Regions from separate parts of the Triticum aestivum genome. Here region 1 is linked to region 2. The links are chromatin contacts, called in public Hi-C maps. All regions are on one chromosome and are shown on one strand. The core of a region is the stretch at or near the end of the contact, and the rest is flanking DNA. Distances in the headings are between cores, read along the strand shown.

What was found. Hi-C and Micro-C count contacts between places; a contact is called where the count stands out from the background.
Region 1: a Hi-C map of leaf shows a contact between it and region 2, with 7 times the contacts expected there. The contact joins the promoter of LOC123138068 here to the promoter of LOC123138063 in region 2. A contact is called at or near these places in 2 of 5 Hi-C or Micro-C datasets (both in leaf).

The regions. Positions count from the first base shown.
Region 1 is chr6B:569,954,216-569,957,373 of IWGSC CS RefSeq v2.1, reverse strand. It overlaps LOC123138068 (probable amino acid permease 7), which reads right to left and starts at 1,686. Exons shown (of 5, transcript XM_044557963.1): 1 at 1,449-1,686; 2 at 628-867; 3 at 459-552; 4 at 143-375; 5 at 1-59. The coding sequence starts at 1,638.
Region 2 is chr6B:569,408,468-569,411,812 of IWGSC CS RefSeq v2.1, reverse strand. LOC123138063 (GPI-anchored protein LLG1) reads left to right here and starts at 1,595. Exons shown (of 3, transcript XM_044557958.1): 1 at 1,595-2,017; 2 at 2,140-2,202; 3 at 3,241-3,345. The coding sequence starts at 1,933. It overlaps LOC123138062 (phosphatidylinositol/phosphatidylcholine transfer protein SFH8), which reads left to right. Exons shown (of 15, transcript XM_044557953.1): 14 at 1-64; 15 at 285-731. The coding sequence ends at 305.

The sequences.
Region 1 (3,158 bases), core at 437-2,936, 550 kb before region 2:
CTTCTGCGCCGGGGACACCAGGGAGACGCCTCCGATCCCGCCCTTGATGACTCCATTCTCTGAAAGAAAATGGAGGCACATCTCATGACACGCACGCACGTACGTGTGGGCGGGAGCATTATGCTGTGGTTTCTGCACCTACCGATCACTTTGGCGGCGCCGAGGCCGAAGCCGATGAAGGAGTAGGAGAAGGACATGGCGGCGGCGAAGACGGAGAGCCACGCCATGCTGTGGAAGTCCGGTATCTGCGACAGCGCCACCTGCGCGAGGCCGAACAGGAGCATGTAGTAGGCGTCCGACGACCCGCCGGCGGTGGCGGCGCAGCACGGCGCGCCGTGGCCTTCCCTGTGGTAGCAGTTGGCTCTCTCGATCGCCCTGCAAAATAAGAGTTGGCCAACTAATCACAACTTTACCCGCCCAAAAAAGAAAAGAAAAAGTAACCACAAGTTTATTACTACCTCATGCTAGCGGCCGCGGTGAGAGTGTACACCACGCTGTTCCCAAACAAGCTGAAGCCGAGGAAAAACCCGCTGAGCATCTGGCTCTTCTCGCCTGCAAGCGCACGCACATTAAAATGTTTTTTTTGTAAACAGTACTAAGGTACGAATATAATGATATGATGATCACCTAGGTAGAGCCTGACGGCGTCGACGTAGGACCTGTTCCTGACGGCGGCGCCGCGCTCCGGGTCGCGGGAGATGTAGCAGTCGGCGAGCAGGGAGGACTGTACCACGGTCACCCCGGCGAAGAGCACCATGGCCGCCGGCCCCCCGACCCAGCCGAGCTGCGCCACGCTCCACGCCAGCGACAGCACGCCGGACCCTATCACCGCCGTGATGACGTGCGCCATCGCCGTCCATACCGTGCCTGTCAAGGAAGCTCCACAGATCAAAACTTTTCCGTCGGCAGAATGCACACATAGACAATTACTAGACATCATGCCTATTGTCTAGCCGTGCAAGCAAGTGACGACTCACGCCGGGGTATGAAGTCATCTTGAGAGGGGCACGCGGAGGAGCAGTTGTGATGTGTTTGGAATTGTGGTTATGCTTTGGCGTCGCTGTTGTGGCCGGCCAGGCCCAAAGTGGAACCCACTGTCATCATTGACAGTGACTGGCAGCTTAGTTTCTCGCCGAACCTTCAGCACCATCGAGCTGGATGTGTAAATGACATGAATGTTTTTCCTTTACATGGTTTGAGTATTTCCATGGCAGATTCTTATTTTGGCTATTTACATGCATATAGATCAAGATAGTTCATGTATTATGTGGAAAAGCAAACTATATGGCTGGCTGGCTGGCTGGATGTACACCGCGAAGAACACATCAAAACCAGAAGTTTCAGACATGGGGCTGGGTTTGGAACTTGGAAGCTCATGACATAGCTTCTGACGAATCATCCAGTATAAAAACAAGGTATATAATTATAATCCTGATGCAGGGACTTACCGGTTCTTTTCACTAGATGCTCCTCCGAAGAATTGTCAGAAGAGGATTCAGAGAGCTTCCGAAGCAGCGGCTCTGCTTGGCGATCGCCTCTTCCTCTACCTGTTCCTCCTCCCCCAACTCCTCCCATGGCTTCACGATCTTCTCCTCTTTCCTCTTTGTAACGATTGTCCAAGAGACTTGGCTTGTGCATATCAGCTTCATTATATAACCAAGGAGAAAAGACATCCCTTGTACTGGTGGGTTTGGTAGTTGAAAACCACAGAACAACACAGAATGGTACAGTACGTCAGTAGTAGTGTGCTGATGGCGGGCACCTTGGGCTGTCCCAATCCGGAGTCTACCACATCAGTATGTTTTTTCATAAAAAGGCAGTGGGACCTAGCGAGCATCCTCTGCCGTTTGATGAAAAACCGGTCTAATGGACTCTGTGCTGAAAAAAACAACCTTTTCGTGCGGCCGAGAAGCAGATAAAAGAAGAACTCTGTACAGTCACCAACGTATCACTCATGCATCATCTATTTGGAAGAGCGAGCTTGGTCAGGTACCAAACATTCCAATGCTTGCTTAGGGCATCTCCCGTTGACCCTCTAAACCGGGCACCGTATCCATCCATGGATTGATGGATCAGTTCTTGTCCGCATACATTTCAAAATGGATTTCAACAAACCAAAATTCATGCAAACCGGACGAACACATTTACATTTCAGAATATTTTAACTAAACTATGGCGGATTCTAACCTAGTCTATCGTCGGCCGCGACATAGCCTGTTTGCCACGACATGTCTTCCCCATGTCCGACAACAAGCTCACTGGACCGTCGCCAGCCCCAGAGCTAAATGCTTCAGCGCGAGGGGAAGAATAGGCTCTGCCTCCGTGAAGCACGGATGAACGGTTGGTTTTTGGGCGAGGGAAGATAGTTGTGGTGGCCTATGCCCCCGTGAAGCAGGCAAGCCACCGACTGTGACGCCCGACAAGACGGTGGCGGTGGCCTTCCTAGGACACAAGAAGCGACAGTCTTCCATGGTCTACTTTTCCTCGCTATCGGCAATAGCCACGGACATGCCGGCTTCATCGTCATGGCGGCGGGGTGCGGCCGACGCAGAGCTAGCGATGACATCAGTGTGCTCCAATCAAATCCCTCCGCCGCCGCGTCAATCTTCATGAACATGGCTTCTTTCTCCGCCTGCAGGGACCTGTGCCACGATCGCTCGTGGCGGATTTCACTGGCTGCTGCGTAGGACAGGAGCATCGCCTTCTACTCGTCCATGTTTGCCATGATGAACGTGCCGATGATTTGCTCTTTCGCATGCCAGTGCTCGTCGAGGATGCGGAGGTTGTACCTCTGGCCGACGTGCGCCTGCCGGAACGCGGCCTCTTGTTCTTCCAACACCAAGTCGGTGCAGTGTTCCCATGCCTCGCCAATGGTGATGGCGGCCTAGACCGACGAGGGCGGTTGCGTCGGCTTGTCCGTGTTGCTACCCTCTGGAGAGCTCGCTGACAAGCCAACCTGTATCCTACTGTCACGGCGGGTCACCCAGCCGGCTGCAATGCGGGAGAGTTCCTTCTTCTGCTCGCCGGAGAGGCCGTCCCATAGGGCTTTGGAACTCAAGGCCATGACGGGTGTGGTGCAAGGAGGATACGGAGAGCGAAGGTGTGTTGTGGCAATTGCCGAGCGCCTAGCCACATTTAAATAATAGGCGGATGCTAGG
Region 2 (3,345 bases), core at 346-2,845:
AACAGTGATCAAACAAATGCAGATGGCTGAAACATTGGAGTCCGTGACAGAGTCTGGTCATAGAGTAAGCAACACCACATTATGGATTTCAAACGCTGTGTACAATTTGTTCAGTTATTTTTCAACCCACAATATTATTGAATTGTGATCTAAAAGGGACATTGAGTGTTTGACCTGCCTCTGGGGATATATGTACTAGTATGCGTTTCGGATTTACTCTTCGGCTTATATTTGAGGTTAATTTTGCGAGACACTAATGTTTGCTTCTTTTTGGTTTGGTGCAGAGAAGGAAATTTTGTACGTAATAAACTCACAGCAATGTACATGAACAAGAAAAAAAACAGAGATGGCAACTTTGATGACTGCTTTCCGACAGAAACTAAACAGCATTGCTTTGTATATGGCTGCTCAGTCTCGCTTCTCTTTTTGGTCAATCAAAAAGATGGGTGATGTTAATAAGGATAGATAGTTGGTGACCGGAGGAAAACTGAGGGGATGGTCAAGAAGAGCGTCCTGGAAGATAACTGAATATAGCGTGGCTTATATACAGCAAAAGAAAGTTAAAAGATGAATCCCGACGCACAGCTCATGTTCTGTTTATGTTTTCTGTTTTCTCTGCCTCTATGCGCCTCCTGATCTGCTGTATGCCTGTATTTGAATGCTTATGCGCATTTTCATTGTCAGAACAGTTGAGGCTGGGGTCTCATAATTAACACCATTCTTTGGTTGAAGGCGTCCATGCATATACTAGTTTTACCCCCTACTTTCAGAGTAAGCAATACCGCATACTTTCTTTTCGTGACGCCACTCATCTGACCTGTTGCTGCAACAAACCAAACAAGCAGGACATGGTTTTTTTTTTTTTGAGAAAGAATAAGCAGGACATGGTGTTGCAGCATTTTTTTTCATGTGTTGAAATAGCCACAAAGTGCATTTTGTACAGCCCTGGGTTGTTCCTTTTTTTCTACCAACGTTCCATGGGTTCTCAGCCCAAATTGTAGATTGCGCTTGGCCACGCCATGTTTGACAAAAATGGACAAACCTCTTTTATTGAGCACCGTCGTTGATTGGTGCAAGCATCATTGGTGGTGGATCGCATGTTGAGGGAGTGGTATTCTGACGTGCGGTGAGCTGTGTGGCACTCGAAGATATACTACCACATCAAGCTTAGCTGGCGAGCGGCACGTCGTTCTTGCGGGCAAGTTTGCTGCCATAACTAGTAAAACAGCCAGCTGCCAGATTGAAGACGGCATCTCTTCCTCCAACAGAAGACGAAGGAGGTTTGGGTTTGGTGGATTGGAACTGCTGAAAGGTTCAACGATTTTTACTCGCCTACTATAGACGGCGTGCGTTCATTCCTTACATTTGTCATACATACGGTGGCAGGAAAAACAGCTAAGGGAAAAAAAGAGAGAAAAGAACAAAACGGCAGGGAAAACAGCCAAGGGGAAAAATACCCTCGCCGGTGAAGATCAAACACAAGACATGCGTCGCCTTGACCGCTTTCCCTAGGATATCTATCTACCGTCGTTGTCTCCAGTGTAAATAACGTCGCTTCGCTTCGCTGACTCGCTCGTCCCAGAATCCATCCGAGTGAATAACCACCGTCAGCGAGAAAACAAACAAAGCCAGGCGAAACAAAACGCGTCCGCGTGGTCACGTCCTTCTCTTCTTCTTCTCCCCTTTGCCTCCTGTTCCAGCTCGCAGCAGCATCCGGCGCCACTAATTAATCGCAGCTGTACGCAGCAGTAGCACCACCCGCCCGCTCCGTGCAGCTTACAAGCACCAGCGAGGAGAGTCGAGGCGCGCACGTGGGTGGGTCTGCGCGCGCCGTCCGCCTCCTCCACCAGGCCGCCGTCGCGGTCGTCGTCGTCCTAGATCCAACAGCCTACGTCCCTGCTCGGACGCGTGCGCCGAGCGGAGGGACGAGCGATGGCCGCCGGCCGTGGGCTCCCGCTCCTCCTCGTCATCGCCGCCCTCCTGGTCGGGCTCGCCTCCGCTTCCCCCTTCATCTCCGGTGCGTTACCTGTTCCTGCTTCGGCTGTTTGTTCATTGCTGCCTCGACCGTTTGCGTCTTGCCTCGCGGCAGCAGCGGCTTCTGTTCTGACGGGTTCGCCGTGATGTGTTTTGCTTGAGCAGACGGCGTGTTCCAGGCGAGCGCCGGATCTACCACGGGGAGGACCTTGCTGCAGGCCAAGAGGGGTACGTTTCCTTCCACCTCCCTCTCTCTCCTCGCTGAGCTCCACGCTCTAATGCTTGCTTGCTGGTTTCGGAGTTTGATCTAGAATTTGTGAAGATTGGGCTGGGACCTGGGAGTTCGGTCACATGCTCCGCTTAGATGCGTGGGGTGTCGATTCCCTGATCCGTGCCGCGCCGACGAAACGTCTGCTGTCGTGTCGTCAGATCGGGGTGTCATCGATTGAGGATCAGCGGTCATTGAACTGTAGACCATGAGGAATAATACTAAATAGCGATTGAGGGAACATTTTGGTGGCCGAGTTGCTAGATGATTACGGTGAGGAATTGGGGTGCTACGAGTTGAATGCAGGGATGTGGGCTGTAGCTTTCCGATGATATTCTTCACCGATTGAAGAGGAATTGACATGGTTTGCCGACTAGTCCGCGTTTCATGTTATTCGCACTGTGCATACTACAAGCACATGCTAGTTATAACAGGATAATAGTAGCATCTAGTCATACTTGCATGCTTATTAATCGTGATGTGAAATTTCTGAACCTGCTGGTGCTGCTTCTTGGCACCAAGATGCTGATCACTAAATAGAGAGCGTGCTAAACTGACATACATACGATAAAATGCCGGAAAGGAGATTTGTTGAGCCTGTGATGGTAAAACCTTGTTGTCCGGTAAGGCATGCCATGTCCAGGTAGTGAAGCCTGTATTCCTTATCCAGTTAGAAGCGCCATGTTATTGTAACAAATTAACTAACGCAGTCTCAGCATACTTCTGCAAGTTTCATTGTGTGAGTTGGTTCCAGGCTTCGAGGGGCAAACTAACCAAACACTTCGAGGCAGCCCCCCCAAAGTACATATTTTGGTATCTACTGTTCACTAAACATACCTGCATATCACTGCATATTGCTAACACTTTACCAAGTAGCATCAAGATAGATCCTAATTCATCATTGTAATGGATGGTGTCTGACATACATCTACCCATGTTGAAGGCTTTCAGTGCCTTGATCTATTATATTTCTCTTACCTCATACTTGTGCTTTTCAGATTGTCCTGTGAACTTCGAGTTCCAAAACTACACCGTCATCACAAGCAGGTGCAAAGGGCCGAAATATCCTCCTAAAGACTGCTGTGATTCTTTCAAGGAATTTG